Regions from separate parts of the Mus musculus genome. Here all the other regions are linked to region 2. A link is a contact called in public HiChIP or PLAC-seq and capture Hi-C data. All regions are on one chromosome and are shown on one strand. Each heading gives the region's core, a stretch centred on a gene start, on an enhancer-like site or on the middle of the called end of the contact. The rest is flanking DNA. Distances are from core to core; before and after follow the strand shown.

The links. HiChIP or PLAC-seq counts read pairs in DNA pulled down with a chosen protein or histone mark. Capture Hi-C pulls out chosen DNA fragments and counts their contacts.
Region 1: a contact with region 2 is called in an H3K27ac HiChIP or PLAC-seq map of double positive thymocytes, with 6 read pairs. The contact joins two enhancer-like sites. A contact is called at or near these places in 5 of 39 promoter capture datasets (the HPC-7 cell line, macrophages, neutrophils and 2 more), 1 of 115 datasets of contacts at active chromatin or transcription factors (double positive thymocytes) and 2 of 9 other capture datasets (adipose tissue and pancreatic islet).
Region 3: a capture Hi-C map of embryonic stem cells shows a contact between it and region 2, with 3 times the contacts expected there. The contact joins two enhancer-like sites. A contact is called at or near these places in 1 of 115 datasets of contacts at active chromatin or transcription factors (pancreatic cancer cells) and 1 of 9 other capture datasets (embryonic stem cells).

What each region holds. Positions count from the first base shown.
Region 1 is chr11:60,029,143-60,034,137 of GRCm38.p6, reverse strand. Pemt (phosphatidylethanolamine N-methyltransferase) reads left to right here. Exons shown (of 7, transcript NM_008819.3): 2 at 2,318-2,425. The coding sequence starts at 2,333. Among named protein-coding and RNA genes, the nearest start is that of Gm38498, 4.7 kb to the right of the region's middle. Within about 2 kb of position 1,412, at least 54 of the 459 cell types and tissues checked have an H3K27ac peak or open chromatin away from gene starts, as enhancers often do. A contact at or near this core is called in double positive thymocytes, where this site is marked.
Region 2 is chr11:60,331,830-60,336,749 of GRCm38.p6, reverse strand. All of the region lies in intron 1 of Tom1l2 (target of myb1-like 2 (chicken)), which reads left to right. Among named protein-coding and RNA genes, the nearest start is that of Tom1l2, 19 kb to the left of the region's middle. Within about 2 kb of position 2,334, at least 49 of the 459 cell types and tissues checked have an H3K27ac peak or open chromatin away from gene starts, as enhancers often do. A contact at or near this core is called in double positive thymocytes and embryonic stem cells, where this site is marked.
Region 3 is chr11:59,893,335-59,897,748 of GRCm38.p6, reverse strand. No RefSeq gene overlaps it. Among named protein-coding and RNA genes, the nearest start is that of 1810063I02Rik, 26 kb to the left of the region's middle. Within about 2 kb of position 3,073, at least 33 of the 459 cell types and tissues checked have an H3K27ac peak or open chromatin away from gene starts, as enhancers often do. A contact at or near this core is called in embryonic stem cells, where this site is marked.

The DNA.
Region 1 (4,995 bases), core at 163-2,662, 300 kb after region 2:
GCAGCCCAAACTTGTGCCAAGAGGCCCTGATCACATCCAGGGCTTCCTGAGACTTTGTCCAGGGGCTCAGGTTTGCCTGATGTATCCCCTGTGTGTTCTTGAGCCGTCAGCAGCCTGGGATGAGGCTGTGCCCTCAGGCTCATTCTCCCTGGGTTCCCAGCAAGTTCTCTGTCATTCATTTATCAATACCCTGGTGAACTTGAGGTGCTTCACGTCCCTGCTCCCACACTAGGGCACCCCCAATGGCTTGTTCTCTGCTGAGCAAGACGATCTCACACCTGTAGCCTGCAGCTGAGGGCTCCACAGCAGGACAGTGAGTGGAGCAGAGGAGAGAGGGAGGGAGAATTTACACCACTTATCTCAGTCTGTTTTAGTTTCATCCTCCAGTCCCTCTCTTGCTTTTGTTTTTTGAGACAGTCTCACTTTGTAACCTTGGCTGACCTGGAAGTCACTACGTTAGACAGCCCATAGACCAGACTTGCTCATAGAGATCAGCCTGCCTCTGCCTTCTGAGTTCTGGGATCCCAGGTGTGTGTCACCACGCCCAGCTCTGGTTCTAGTTAATGAGTAGTTATTGTTAACCTCTTGATGTGCCTGGTTTGCAAAATTTCTATTGGAGATGCATGTATATTAGAACAGCAACAGTATAATACATGTAGTTTTTGGTGCTAGCTGCACTGTAGGCATCTGTAGGGGTCTTGGTATATCCCTTGTGGATATGGGTGGCTGAATACTGGGTTTGAGTATTTAGCAAATGCTTAGCCTGCCCTTGATCCCATATCCTGGTGAGAAATGTGGTCCGATTGGGCAGGGAGGCCACAGTGGAAGACCTTCCATGCCTAGTGATTTTCCAGTATCCCCTGTGTCACACTGGGCAATTTGGGCTGACTGGCTGCTGGCTGAGCCTTCCCAGGAGGTGGTTACTGGGTGTTGTAAGAACATGGGTAAAATCTACTGCTTTCTCTCCAGGGATGGGCAACCCTGGGTGGGTCTCTGTGTGTGGCATACTAGCAAATGTAGAACATTATTTCCTTGCCTCCCTCTAATGTGGAGGAGGGGGGTGGGCGGAAGCACGCTTTGAAATGAAACAGCAAAGCATGCATGAGAGAGAGCAGAGTCTGAGAGAGGCCACAGGCCTGGTGCACGAAGCCTTATTTACAATTTAGTGCCACTTTTATTTCAGTTGCATGTGGGGGAGACAATACAATTTATCAGTGCTCTGGGCCTTCAAGATCCTTCCTAAACTGGAAACTGGAGATGTTTAGAGAAGAGCACAAGGGCCCAGCAATATTCACCACCTGGCACCAAAACTCACTGCCTGAAGAAAGAAGGTGGTGCAGGAAGTGACTGGCTGTTCCTCTCTCCTGTGGGCAGTACTCCCTCCCACTCAGAGAGTTTGTTTCTACTTTACATTTGGAGACATCTCTGGTTGCTTCAGTGGGGAGGAGTTGCCACCCTCCACTGGGTGGAAGCCAGGATCTAGGCCTGCGAGGCATTGTAGAATGCATAGCAGAGCAGAGCACAGCACAGCACTGGCAACTCACCCCGAATGTCAAGCACTTCAGGGCTTTTATGTGTAAATGGAGCTGTTTAATTTGGTGATTTAAGGTCTTCACATATGGGCCATACCATACACCTCGGTTGATCTTGTGGTTTTGTTTTGGTGGTGGTATTGGGGATAGAATCTAAGGTTTTGTACATAGTAGGCAACTGCTCTTCCACTGAGCCGTATTTGTAGCCCTGGGTTGTCTGTGTGACCTCCGGCTATTGCCAGTGTGAGCTGGAGGGAGTGGTGTAGTCTGCTCTCTTCATGCTGTGTGTAGAATCACTCCCTTGCACAGTTGCAGTCATGCTGTTCCCCCTGAGGCTCTGGAAGAAGTGGCCATTACCTGTGGTCACTGGCTCTTCCTGCTGTCTCCCGAGGCCAACCTTCTCTTCCTGTGTATTTTGGCCACCTGAGTTTTCCTCGAGTCTCTTGAGAACCCTCATCCAAGAGGAAATCAATCACACCCAGGGTTAATGTCACTCCTTTCTTGGGATCTTGTCTTCAGAGCCACAGATCTCTGCATACAGTGCCCATGAGCACCTCCGCAACCATTAGCCTAGCACTCTCATGACAGTTGACACGGCTGACTAGTTTTTTAGCCTTTTATCTTCTGTTTTATGAGACTTAAGTGCAGTGACTGTGTCTGGACTTGGATATCCCAAGCTTCCCTTATCTTCCCAGGAGTCTTTGCATCCTGGGGGCTCACAGGTCCTGGCAGCTTCTGGGTGTTGCTAGATAGGCCTCCCGCTGATGGCAGCTCTGTCCTTGCAGGCTGATCTCTTCGTTATGAGCTGGCTGCTGGGTTACATGGACCCCACAGAGCCCAGCTTTGTGGCGGCTGTGATCACCATTGTGTTCAACCCACTCTTCTGGAATGTGGTGAGTACCATTGCGCTCACACCACAATGGCTAGCTGCTGAGGCTGGTGCGGTGGGATCACTGCTACCATAAGCCAGACACACGGACAGTGGGCTAGTGCCTTCCCACCATGCCTGTCACCATCCTCTTCCCTTCTTCCCTCTCAGGGTGGCACTCAGTGAGTGCACACTGAACGAGGGGAGACTCTCACTTTCGTGGAGGCCAAGGGACCGGTGTCAAGGTGACCTAGGGTATTGCATGGGGGAGGCCTCCCACCTGTTGCCGACCTTCTCACTAGGGGGCCTGAGCTGTCTGGGAGCTTATGACACAAGGACTAGTGGAAATGGAGGCCTGAGTGCTCACTGAGGCAGAGCCTGGGGTATCCTGTGATTGCCCGGGAGCTAGTCTGTAGAAGGCTGTGCTTGGTGGCATCAGCACACTGATCCTAGACTACTGTCAGTCCAGCTGTACCAGGGCGGAACACTGTATTCTTTTTCTCTAGTTTATGGCTTAGGCCTTTTTTCCACCTGGTGGGTGAGGGCAGGGATGCTTGGCACAGAGCCACCACCTTCTGAATGTTTTGTCCCTACAGTTCTGAACATACTGGACCTTCTGAGGAGGGGGCTCCTGGCAGGGGTACAGAGGACAGACAAGACCACTGTGACCTCCTTGCTCCTGAGAAACCACGGCCTTGGAGTGTACTGCTAGAGTGTGCCAGTGCTGGCCCTGGTTTCCTGACAGCCTTCTTCTGGCAAAGCTAGACACATGGTGCTCTGTGCCCTTAACCTGTCCTACGCCTAGGAGCCAGCCTGCCAGGCTGCAGGACACTCTAGGGGACAAACACTGATCTCAAGCCATGTGAGAATGTTTCTGATGCTTTAAAGGAGCCAGAGGAAGCTAGTCCAGGGCACTAAAGAAGCTTCTGGCCTGGCCAGGAGACACCTCACTCCTAACTCACTCTCCGTTAGATGTGGTGTGCACAGGGCTCTCCTGCAGGAAGCTGCTGGACTACATAGCTGGATGGAGCCTGTGTTCTCTCTTCCAGGAGGCCTAGGCTGATTAGCATTTGCCAGAGTGTGGCCTGAGCACAGGGAGAGCCGCTGGCCAAGTGCAGTGGGCATTGGGAGTACTTTGTCTGAGTTCCCTTTGTTCATCTCCCACTGACCCTTGAAGCAATATGTTTCTGCCCACTTAATTTTGAAGCTGCGTTTCATCCACAGGAACAGCCCCAACAGCCCAAATAGACGAGAGCCGAGTGTCTGTGCGTTTATCATAAGCGGTTCCTTTTTATTTTTTGTGGTCATACGATTTTGGTTTACCTCGTTTTGAAAAGCATTGTTCCTTGGAAAGACGTCTAGTCATTAGTGGAAGAACGAGTGAGCTCTTCATGCTCGGTTTGGAATGAGAAAAATGGCATCGTGTTACGGTTGGGCCAGCCACAGCGCAGAGGAGATGAGGTGGCATCTGGATGCAGGAGGACAGGAGCCGGAAGCCTAGCTCTGTGCTTGGTGGGGACAGGAAACTGCACAGTGAGCAGGGGTACGCTCAAAGGGTGGCACAGGGTCTTCTGGCTGCAGTCCTGGGCATGGCTCACTGTGCTCAGGCTTCCTGCCTGGCAACTCAGCAAGGTGGCATGGCAAGGCGCTGCCATTCTCATTGGAGGAATCAGGTTGGAGGGGGATTTTAGCACCTTTCTGTTGCTTTAACACAGCAGTTCTTATCACAGCACCTTTGGGGGTGGGGGTGGGGGTTAAACGACCCTTTCACAAAGGTTGCATATCAGATATGCTGTATTATCAGATATTTACATCATGATTCATAACGGTAGCAAAATTACAGTTATGAAGTAGCAACAAAAATAATCTTATGTTTGGGGTCGCCACAACATGGGGATCTGTATTGAAAGGTCACATCATTAGGGAGGTTGAACAGAGTAACTGGTGCGGAGAGCTGTGTAGAAGGGAGATGGATGTTTAGTTCATAATCCCTGGAAGACCCCAGCAATGTGGTGCCAGAATCCTGTCTCCCTAAATAACTTAAGATATAATGGAGAACCAGAAAGGAAAATAGCCACGTGCACAAGAGGCCAAGCGTGTGTGGGCAGTTTTACTCTGTAAGAATCCACCCTCATGGGCTGGAGAGATGGCTCAGTGGTTAACAGCCCTGCATGCTCTTCCAAAGGTCCTGAGTTCAAATCCCAGCAACCACATGGTGGCTCTCAACCATCTGTAATGAGATCTGATGCCCTCTTCTGGTGTGTCTGAAGACAGCTACAGTGTAATCATATAAATAAATAGATATATCTTAAAAAAAAAAAAGAATCTACCCTCCAGCTGGAGGAAATGGCTCAGTGATTAAGAGCACTGACTGCTCTTCCAGAGGTCCTGAGTTCAATTCCCAGCAACCACATAGTGGCTCACAACCATCTGTAATAGAATCCAATGTTCTCTTATGGAGTATCTGAAGACAGCTACAGTGTACTCATATAAATAAAATAAGAATCTACCCTCAAGAGAAATAACAGTTCTCCAGGACCAGTGCCACTCTTCCCAGGGAGACCTGCCTTGATCTAATCTCCTCACACTTGCTCC
Region 2 (4,920 bases), core at 1,085-3,584:
AACTATCCTTCTTCGTGCATCAATGAGCCTTGGTCACTGCCCCTGTGCTTCTGAGTAGCCAGTTCTGAGGTGGGAACTCTTATGACACCTTCTTCCTGCTTGATAGCCACAGCAGCTTATAGACCTCAGCTTGCTCTCTGCTCACCCTGATGCAAAGGATTCAGCCCACGAACAGCCAAGTGAAACAGTGCGTGGACAGGAAAAGGAGGATGAGCCCGAGGCCTCTGTGTCCACATCTCCCTGTATGTCTACATGCTCCAGTCTGGGCTCTTACAGCCCATCCGTCAGGGTCTATGGAGGCATCAGCAGGGTAGCCATGGTTGGTTACACATCATTGTCCCTGGCTTGCTCAGCTTCAGAGCCACACCCTTCCATGGGGTGGGGTTGTTATGGACTGAAAGTTCCAACCTTTTGAACCTGCCTTGGTTTTTGTGGCAATTAGCTCTCCTGCTGAAGCTATCTCAGGGTCCCCCACTGCCTGTAATCTCATCCAGGCTGGACATGGTGGCACATGCTTTTAATTCCAGCACTTGGAAGTCGAGGCAGTCAGATTTCTGAGTTCAGGGGCTAGCCTGGTCTACCTAGTGAGTTCCAGACAACTGGGGCTACACAGAAAGACCCTGTCTCAGAAAACAAAACAAAACTCCCTCCCACAAAGAAAATGCAAAGCAAAAGAAGCCACTCCAGTTTGTGCCAGGAATCTGAACAAAGGCAACATGTGCTTCTCCTGCCTTGGTGGGAGCTTTCCCAAGTCCCACACTGAGTCAGTTTCATGACACCCACCCACGGGGCTTTCTATTTACCCACAGTTTCTTGTCAGTCATTTCTTTTGGCTACTTGTTATGGTAGAGAGGCTCAATGAGGCAGTGTCCAGATGCCATTTAGTAGAAGGGCTCTTGACTCACTCACGGAGGTAAATACTTTTATTGTTTGAAAGTTAATCTCCTGATTCAGATTGCTTGGTAGGAAGAACAGTTTGGCTTAACTCCGGGTTTGATGCTTAAATGAAACTGGTCCCTAAAACTACCTTTAGCTTCTGTTTTCTTGGCTTTTTCTGGCATTCATTTCTTCCTTCCTTCCTTCTTTTTCTTTTTTAAAGATTTATTTATTTATTATATGTAAGTACACTGTAGTTGTCTTCAGACACACCAGAAGATGGCATCAGATCCCATTACAGATAGTTGTGAGCCACCATGTGGTTGCTGGGATTTGAACTCAGGACCTTCGGAAGAGCACTTGGTGCCCTTAAGCACTGAGCCATCTCTCCAGTTCTCTCTCTTTCTCTCTCTCTCTTTTTGAGATTTATTTATGTATTTCATGTATGTGTGTACGTTGTCACTATCTTCAGACACACCAGAAGAGAGCATCAGATTCCATTACAGAAGGTTGTGAGCTACCATGTGGTTGCTGGGAATTGAACTCAGACCTCTGGGAGAGCAGTCAGTGCTCTTAACCACTAGGCCATTCCTCCAGCCCCTGGTACTCATTTGAAACAGAGAAATACGTCTCAAATGAGGACCTAGGACATCCGAGATTGGTCAGCACTCTGAAACTGCTTTTCTGTGTGATGTTGAGTAGGTCGTGTCCTACTTGTTTATGTATTTGAATTACAGGTTCTTCAGGTTCATTCCCAGTCCTGCAATGTAAGGATAAATTTTATAAGACAAAAGATGACTTTCAGTGCCAGGCGGTGGTGGCGCACGCCTTTAATCTCAGCACTTGGGAGGCAGAGGCAGGCGGATTTCTGAGTTCGAGGCCAGCCTGGTCTACAAAGTGAGTTCCAGGACAGCCAGGGCTACACAGAGAAACCCTGTCTCGAAAAACTAAAAAAAAACCAAACCAAACCAAACTAAACCAAACCAAACAAACAAACAGCAAAAAAAAGGTGACTTTCAGTTTGTCTCGAAACTTTTACCCCTCCATAGGGGTAGTCTTAAGAATCCAATTTATATGTGTGTATATATTTATACATTTATACATATACTTCATACATTTACTTACAGTTATGATTATAGTAAATTTATTTGTATATGTTATATGTATAACAAATATTGTATATTTGCTTTCTGATGTTTTCATTGAGATATGGTTTTCCTTTTTGGTTTTTTGAGATGGGGCCTTATGTTTTTCCTATAGGAAATACAATGTACAAATCTTAGTTGATGCATTCTTGACAAATGTGTATGTTTGTAGTCTGCACCCTGCCAAGATGTGGACAGTCAACCTCACACAAGGCTGGTTGGGTTTTGTTTTGATGCTGTTCAGGGCAGGCTTCCTGTCAGCACACCTGCAGAGGCAGCCGCTGATCTTGTCTGTCTCTGGAGGTGAGGTGCAGCTGAGTGGAGTCACATGACGTGTGCTCTTTTGTGCTGTCTTTTTGCCCTGAGAAACCCTATACCTGTATGGTATTTTCACCACTTGCTACTCTGAAAGGTCATGAAGTTTGGCTTCCTTCCAGTCTCCCTGAGCTGCTAGGGTTGAGAAGTGAGGGCCCTCTGCCAGGGGCCCACCATATTGTCTGCTGAATGTGCTGGACGAGATGGAAACAACAGTTTGGTTTCCAGATTCTAGGTTGAATTTGTTTCTATAATTGTTGGTGTCACAGTCTCTCTTGTCAGCTGGGCACATTCAGTCTGCCAGCAGAGAAGACTAACTCTGACACCCGAAAATGTCACTTGCAATGGCATGTTTCTAAAATGGTGTCCTTGGGACGCACTCCTCTCAGTTTCCTATGTACATAGGACAGACGGCTCCACAGGTGAGCAGTGTCAGAAGGGAATCGAGGAGGTGGAGAGCCTTGCTGAACTCAGGCTCAGTGTGTCTGTGGGCTTCACTGCTGGTGGTTGCGTCTTATGTTTGTTTGTCTTCAGAGTCCATAACATTGGTTTCACCCTGGTTTTTGCCTTCGCTGACTTGGTCTAGCCCTGGTCTGCCTGACCAGTTGCTCTTAGCTGGCCTCTTTCCCTGTTCTCCTTCCCTTTCTATATTGTATGCCCCATATGTGGGACAAACCTGTTGGGAACTTCCTGGGATTCTCCCTCTCCTGAACGGCTTATAAATGCTGCTGGTGTAGGAGGCCCTCCCTGGCTGGGCTCCTGCCTGTCTCTTCCTTGCAGGCGCTGTGCATGCGCTGTGCTGTTCTTGTGCTCTCCCTGGCTGTGTGTAGCGTGTTATGGCTCCTGTGCAGTGGTCTCACTTGCTTGTGTTTTAGATCCATAATCCCTTCCTGGTCTACTTTAGGACCTTATGCTGACAACAATTCCTAATCTGCAGTGGTATGGCATTTCATATGTATTTGATAGATATTTGACTATTTAAGTGTGGTCATTATTAGCCTTTGGTTCTGGTATTGGGTTGAGTGGCCTCTCTAGGTGTCAGTATACATACAAGCTTCCTGTTTTCTATGTGGAAAATATGTCAGAGAGGAGGAATAGGGATGTACCCTGACAGTGTACTGGTGGGAGGAAGGGACGAATCATGTTTATCCCTCTGGGTATTGGAGGAAGCTGGCTCTCACTGCACTGCTCAGTGGGCTTTAGGCTCCGGCACACAGCTTATGTGTTTGGAACCAAGACTATTTCTTGTTTTGCAGCTTTCTCTCTGGGAGTTTTAAGGACATGGTCCTAAAAGTGGGCTGTGTAATTTTACCTCTTTCATGACTTTCTCAGAATCAAAAACCCCAGCAGGATTGAAGCCCAGTGTGGCCCACAGCACAGCCTGCTGGGGGTGTCATCTCCCTCCCCTGGCTTCCTGAGGAGTTGTATCTGGGGAAGGACATCGAGATCCGGTGTGGACTGGTTTGCCCATCTATATGCATACTACCTAGCACAGGTTTTATCTTGGGTCAGGACCCAGGTGAAGCAAGAACTCCCTTCCCAAAGAAGTAGTCAGTTGCTTTTTGGGAATTGTGGTCCTCTGTTCCCTCACGGCTGAGAAAGTGTCAAGGGAGACCATCTCCAGCACCTTTTAGAAAGATCACTAAAAATCAACTGTGTTTTACTGAGTCTCATGCCAGTGCACAGAGCAACTCTTTAGACTTGTGGTTTTATTTTGGCAAAGTATACATGCAAATAATACAATATTTGTCACCACCACCACATGTTAAGTATAGAATTCAATGGTACATACATTCAAAGTACATTCACATTTAATGTCCTTGTGCAGCGGCCACAACCATCATTTCCAGAAGCTTTTTAAAATCTTTCCCCACAAGCCGGGTGTGGTGGCTCATGCCTTTAATCCCAGTACTTGGGAGGCAGAGGCAGGCAGATTTCTGAGTTCGAGGCCAGCCTGGTCTACAGAGTGAGTTCCAGGACAGTCAGGGCTAGACAGAGAAACCCTTTCTCAAAAAAACAAAACCAAAACGAAACAAAACAACAACAACAACAAAAAAAAACCTTTCCCCACAAAATTGTGTGCCCATTAAACACTAACTCTACACTCCCTCATGTTCCCAAGCAACTACCATCCTATATTCTATCTATGAATCTGACTGCTCAAGAGCCTCGTATAAATGAAACTATATTGTATGTATCTTTTGAAACCTGGCTTGACTCACTTGTTCTATCTCCAAGGCTCATCCTTGGTAGAGAGCATGTCAGAATTTTTCAAGACAGGGTGTCACTATGTATCCTTGACTAGCCTGGACCTCTTTGTAGACCAGACTGGCCTCAAACTCACAAGATCCTCCTGCCTCTGCTTCTGAGTGCAGGAACTAAAATTGTGTGCCACTAAACCCACTTTTCTTCTTTTTAAATGCTGAATAATATTTCATCTTATGGCCAGACTGTGTCCTGTAATACATTTGTTTGCTAGTGGACACTTAGGCTAATTCTGCCTTTTGACTATTTTGAATAATACCCTTGTGAATAGGGGTACTGTGAGTGCTCTGTTCTCATGCACACCAGAAGAGGGCATTAG
Region 3 (4,414 bases), core at 1,824-4,323, 440 kb after region 2:
GGAGGGCTGCTCTGAGAATCCAGGTTTCTGAACAAGTCAGAGAAGTTCCCTGCCCCATCCTCCCAGCAGTCTCTGGGAACCTTATCCTTGTACCGTTCTCAACAAAGGTCACCAATACAGCAGAGGCCTGTGGGTGTCAGCCCATCCGCGTACCTCAGTATCCCCCACACAGCAATGTTGGCTCCTCTGCTGTGGTGTTCTAGTGTTTGGACTCCACACATGTGTGCTAAGTGTCTGCAGGCACTGTAGGGCTTCCCACTGCGTGCATGAGGCGGGGGGGGGGGGGTGGGGGGGTGGGGGGGGTGGGGGTGTGGGGGGGAGGCCGCATAGTGGGGGGGGTGGGCTGGGGGACTGGAGCCCCGCTTCTCTATTTCATCCTGGGTTTTCAGGATCGCTCATGTGGAAGGGACTCTAGATGGCTCCTGTTTGTCTGTGTTCACCGCTGTATGGGAGGCAGTGGAATGGTTGAACCATCTTGTCTTGCTGATGGGCACTAGGGTGGCTGTGGGGTTGCCAATGCATCAGAGTTTGGAGCATGCATGTCCTCCCAAGACTTGCTGCTATAGTGAAGCTGTGGAACCTTTAGGTGGCGTTGAAAGCCCTTGAGGCCAGTTCGAGACCCTGTCCCTTCCTTTCTCTTTCCTTCCTGGCTGCTAGGAAGTGAGCAGCTCCCCAGCTCCCTCCGCTGTGTGCCCCTACGGCTTGTGCTATCTCACCACAGGCCCCACAGACAACAGGCTCTGTGGCTTGAGCCCAAGCCGGTCTCTCCTCCATGTCAGTTGTTTGGTTCAGTGAGAGAACACTGAGTAGTATACTGTCAGAGATGGTGGCTCTGGTTCCCCAAAAGAAATGCTAGGCAGAGGGCACGGACCATTTGGTTTGGGGGTGCTCTCGGCCAAAGGAAAATGTTCTGCTATTATCTCAATGAAAGTTACCCTGTGGTTGTCTCTTGAGGTAGGACCTGGAGGGGTTCTGGCTTGGTATTACTGAGGCAGCAGCTAGTCTAGTGGAGAGCACTGACACCTGAAGACCCCCCTATTCACTCGTGGGGTCACCAGCAGGAGGCCTCACGACCTCCTGAAGGCTGAGCATCCTCAGGGTGTGTGGCAGCTGGCTCTTCAGAGTGAGGGACACACAAGCTAGAAGGGCACCCTACAGCACCTTACTACCTCAGGAATCCCAGCCTTCACCCCCACCCTCCTCCCCCCTGGATGAACAGACTGGCCTGATCCAGTATGGGCAGTGACAACCAGGAGTGAGACCTGTCGAGGGTCGCATTGGAAGCTGGTCACTGCTCTGGTACCCGCAGCTCACACATCTCCAAGGTCCTGTAAAGAACCATACAGAGTAAGAAGACAGAGGCAGGGCTTAGGCACACCCACTCCCATGGGTAGAGGCTGCCCTGAGGATATAGGTTCCCCTAAGGTCCAGACAGGGCCTTCCGAATATAGAAGGATGTGTGGGCCAGGCGGGGATATCACTGATACAAATGAGTTGGGCAGAATCAAGGCTAACTAAAAGGTATTCAAAAGCCTCTGTCTTATAGAAGGTTGTGCCAAACTTTGCCCCACAGGCCTGTGCCCACAAGCTGACTTTAGGCTACACATGTATGCAATCTCTAGAACTGCTTCCAGGGGATCTACATCCTGGTGCCTATCCTTGTTCACTCTCTCCCATGTAGGCCCACACCTAGTGACTTGCTTCCAGTAAACAGAATTGCACAAAGATGGCAGATTCCCTTCCAAGACACAGCTATGGGAGACTGGGAGACTGTAACTCCCATCACATGTGGGTGGCCCGGACCCTGTACCCTCACTGGGTGGCTAAAAGGGTTGGCTCTCTGGTGAGGTCATTTGGCAAGCATGTGAGTGAGGCTTCTAGCCACCACCCAACAAGGGGCCAAGTCAGGCAGGAGCTTGAGAGCAGTCCTCTCCCACTGGACCCCCAGAAGGGCTGGGAGCTCCTCCCCACAGCACCCCAGCCTCGGCGTCCCTCTGGAGCCCTAGGGTCTGGAATTGGACACTTCTTGATCCATAGATGCTACTGTTTGGTGAAACTGCCAGGCTGCTTTTGTGGGCTTGGGGTGTGGCTCAGTGGTAGAAAACTTGCCTAGTGCCTGTGAGGTGGGGAGTCAGCCGGTGAGAATCCACATGAAGCAAGATTAGTGGGAGCGTGACAGTCACTGCAACTGAGTGAAGCCAGCTGCTCCCCCTACTCTGAGCTCCTTCAAGGTTTCCATGATGAAAGCGAGGCTGCGGTGCTGAGATGCTGACGTCTGCTTCCCAGTTCAGTAGGTTTGGCTTCTGCTCAGACAACGTTTGCTCTAAAATAAAAAATCAGTCAACCACTTGATGCAAATATCTTTTCCCTCAGGTCTTTTCCACCGGCAGCCCCTCAGCCTGGCTTCACTGGCTCTCCTTCTCAGCGGCAGCTCTGCTTCCAAGCAGGACCCCCAGATGCTCTGCGCTGCTCCGACATGCTTAGACATTTGCTGTTTGTCTAAAAACATCAGCTCCATAGGTAGTGCTCCCATGTCTGCTCCCTGCCGTCTCCTCCCGTAAAGGGTGCCTACCAGTGAGACGGCTTATCAAGTGAAGGTGTCTGCTGCCAAGCCCTAAGATAGGATCAATGGCCAGGACCCACGTGATGTCAACAAAGTACTAAATGTCAAATTGCCTCTGACTTCCACATTCATAGACTGGTGTGTGTGTGTGGGGGGGGGGGGGGAGGTGGTGTACCACATACAAATAAGTAAACACATGTTTGTTTGTTTGTTTGTTTGTTTGTTTAAAAAAAGACAGAGATGGACAGGACAAAGGGAATGAGTACCCTACATTCCTTCTGGAGTGTGGTCTGCTGTGTGTGAATGAGTCACTGGAGTTCACAAATGCATTCCTCCATGAGCGCGTGCAGGAGCGCTTGCACACACACACACAAGAGGGCGGGGGGGGGGGGAGAGAGAGAAAGAGAGAGAGAGAGAATGAATTGGGGAATTTACCTACAGCCCAGGGGCAGCTAGGGCCACTGTCTGCCTGCTTCTAATCTGCCCTTTGACCTGGCTCTCAAGCTCTTTGACTCTGACAAGCTTCTAATTTGACTCTCTGATTGTACTCCCTCCCAGAGGTGGAATTTAGGGCTCAGTTTTACCTACATTGTCCAACCCAGCCCCTCCCCTGACCGTAAAAACCTAAAGTAGAAGCTCAAAGTCACACAGCAGACAAGGGTGCAGACTGGCTTCCTGGGCCACCAAGCACTGCTTGGCTTCTAGGGGAGTGTTTGGTGACATGCAGACCCTGGGATTGCTCTGAACAATCAACTTGCCACACCTACCTGAAATATCTCCATCACACCTGACCTCAGCACCAGCCTCCCACAAGAGCCAGGCGGTTTCTCTTCTGAAAGATTACAAACCCACTGTCCCTGGCACCTTGGAGAGTCCCTAACTGATACTGCTGGGTCCCCAGTGTTACCCTCCTCCTCCTCCGGATATCAGGAGCATAATAGCCTTAGCTGAATAAATAGAATATGGTTCTAAGCCACATTGGATGGAGTGATGGGGAGGTCGTGAAACATGTAGACTGAGAGCCAGGTGCCAAGTCATGGTCAGGGTTTCAGTGGGTAGAAAGGGGAGGTGGGCAAAGTCCCAGCCCAGGAGAATGAAGGTGGAGAAGAGTGGTTGGGGTTGGGGGAGGGGAGGGGTGTGCTTGATTAGATGTGTCTGCAGCCTCCTTCCACGGAAATCATCCCCTTTCCTTTTGTTGTGAACGAATATATGGGGGAAAGGTCCTGGGGATGATGTAATGTTCCATTGCTCATCACAGTTCAATATTCATTCCTCGATTCCGTCTGCAAAGCCTTGCACTTCTCTCTCCGTGGGCAGGTTATAATTGGAAGTTACCACCGTTTGTCTATATGCTCACAGCATCTCTGATTTGGCTGGCAGAATCAGCTTCAGGGTGGTTCCTGTACTGTTCCGACACAACATTCTTCTAGGTTATTATAACGATTCAATGTAACACTTGAGATTGGATCTTCCCTGTGTGCCTGGATGGAGCCATTTGTCCAAGATACCTGATGGAGTGGAATAGTAAAACCTAGACCCGGGGCTAGGATGCAGCTCAGCAGGGGCCCTTGGCTCCTCCCCTCACACGGAGTGGGCGTGGCCTGTGCTGTAGGACTTCACAGTCAACAGAGAGTACTTCCCCACCAAAAGCCACTCAGGATTCTTCAGGCTTTGTCCTCTCTGGATTTGCGACTCTCTCCTCCCCGTCTCTGTGGCCCTGGCTCCTGGCTCAGCTACACGCCTTCTTCTTACAGATATTCAGACTGTGACACTCGGGTTCAGGTTCTGCAGCCTCCTTGAGATTCCATGAACATCCTCCCCCTGTGTGGTCCAAAACCAGAGAGACTTTCT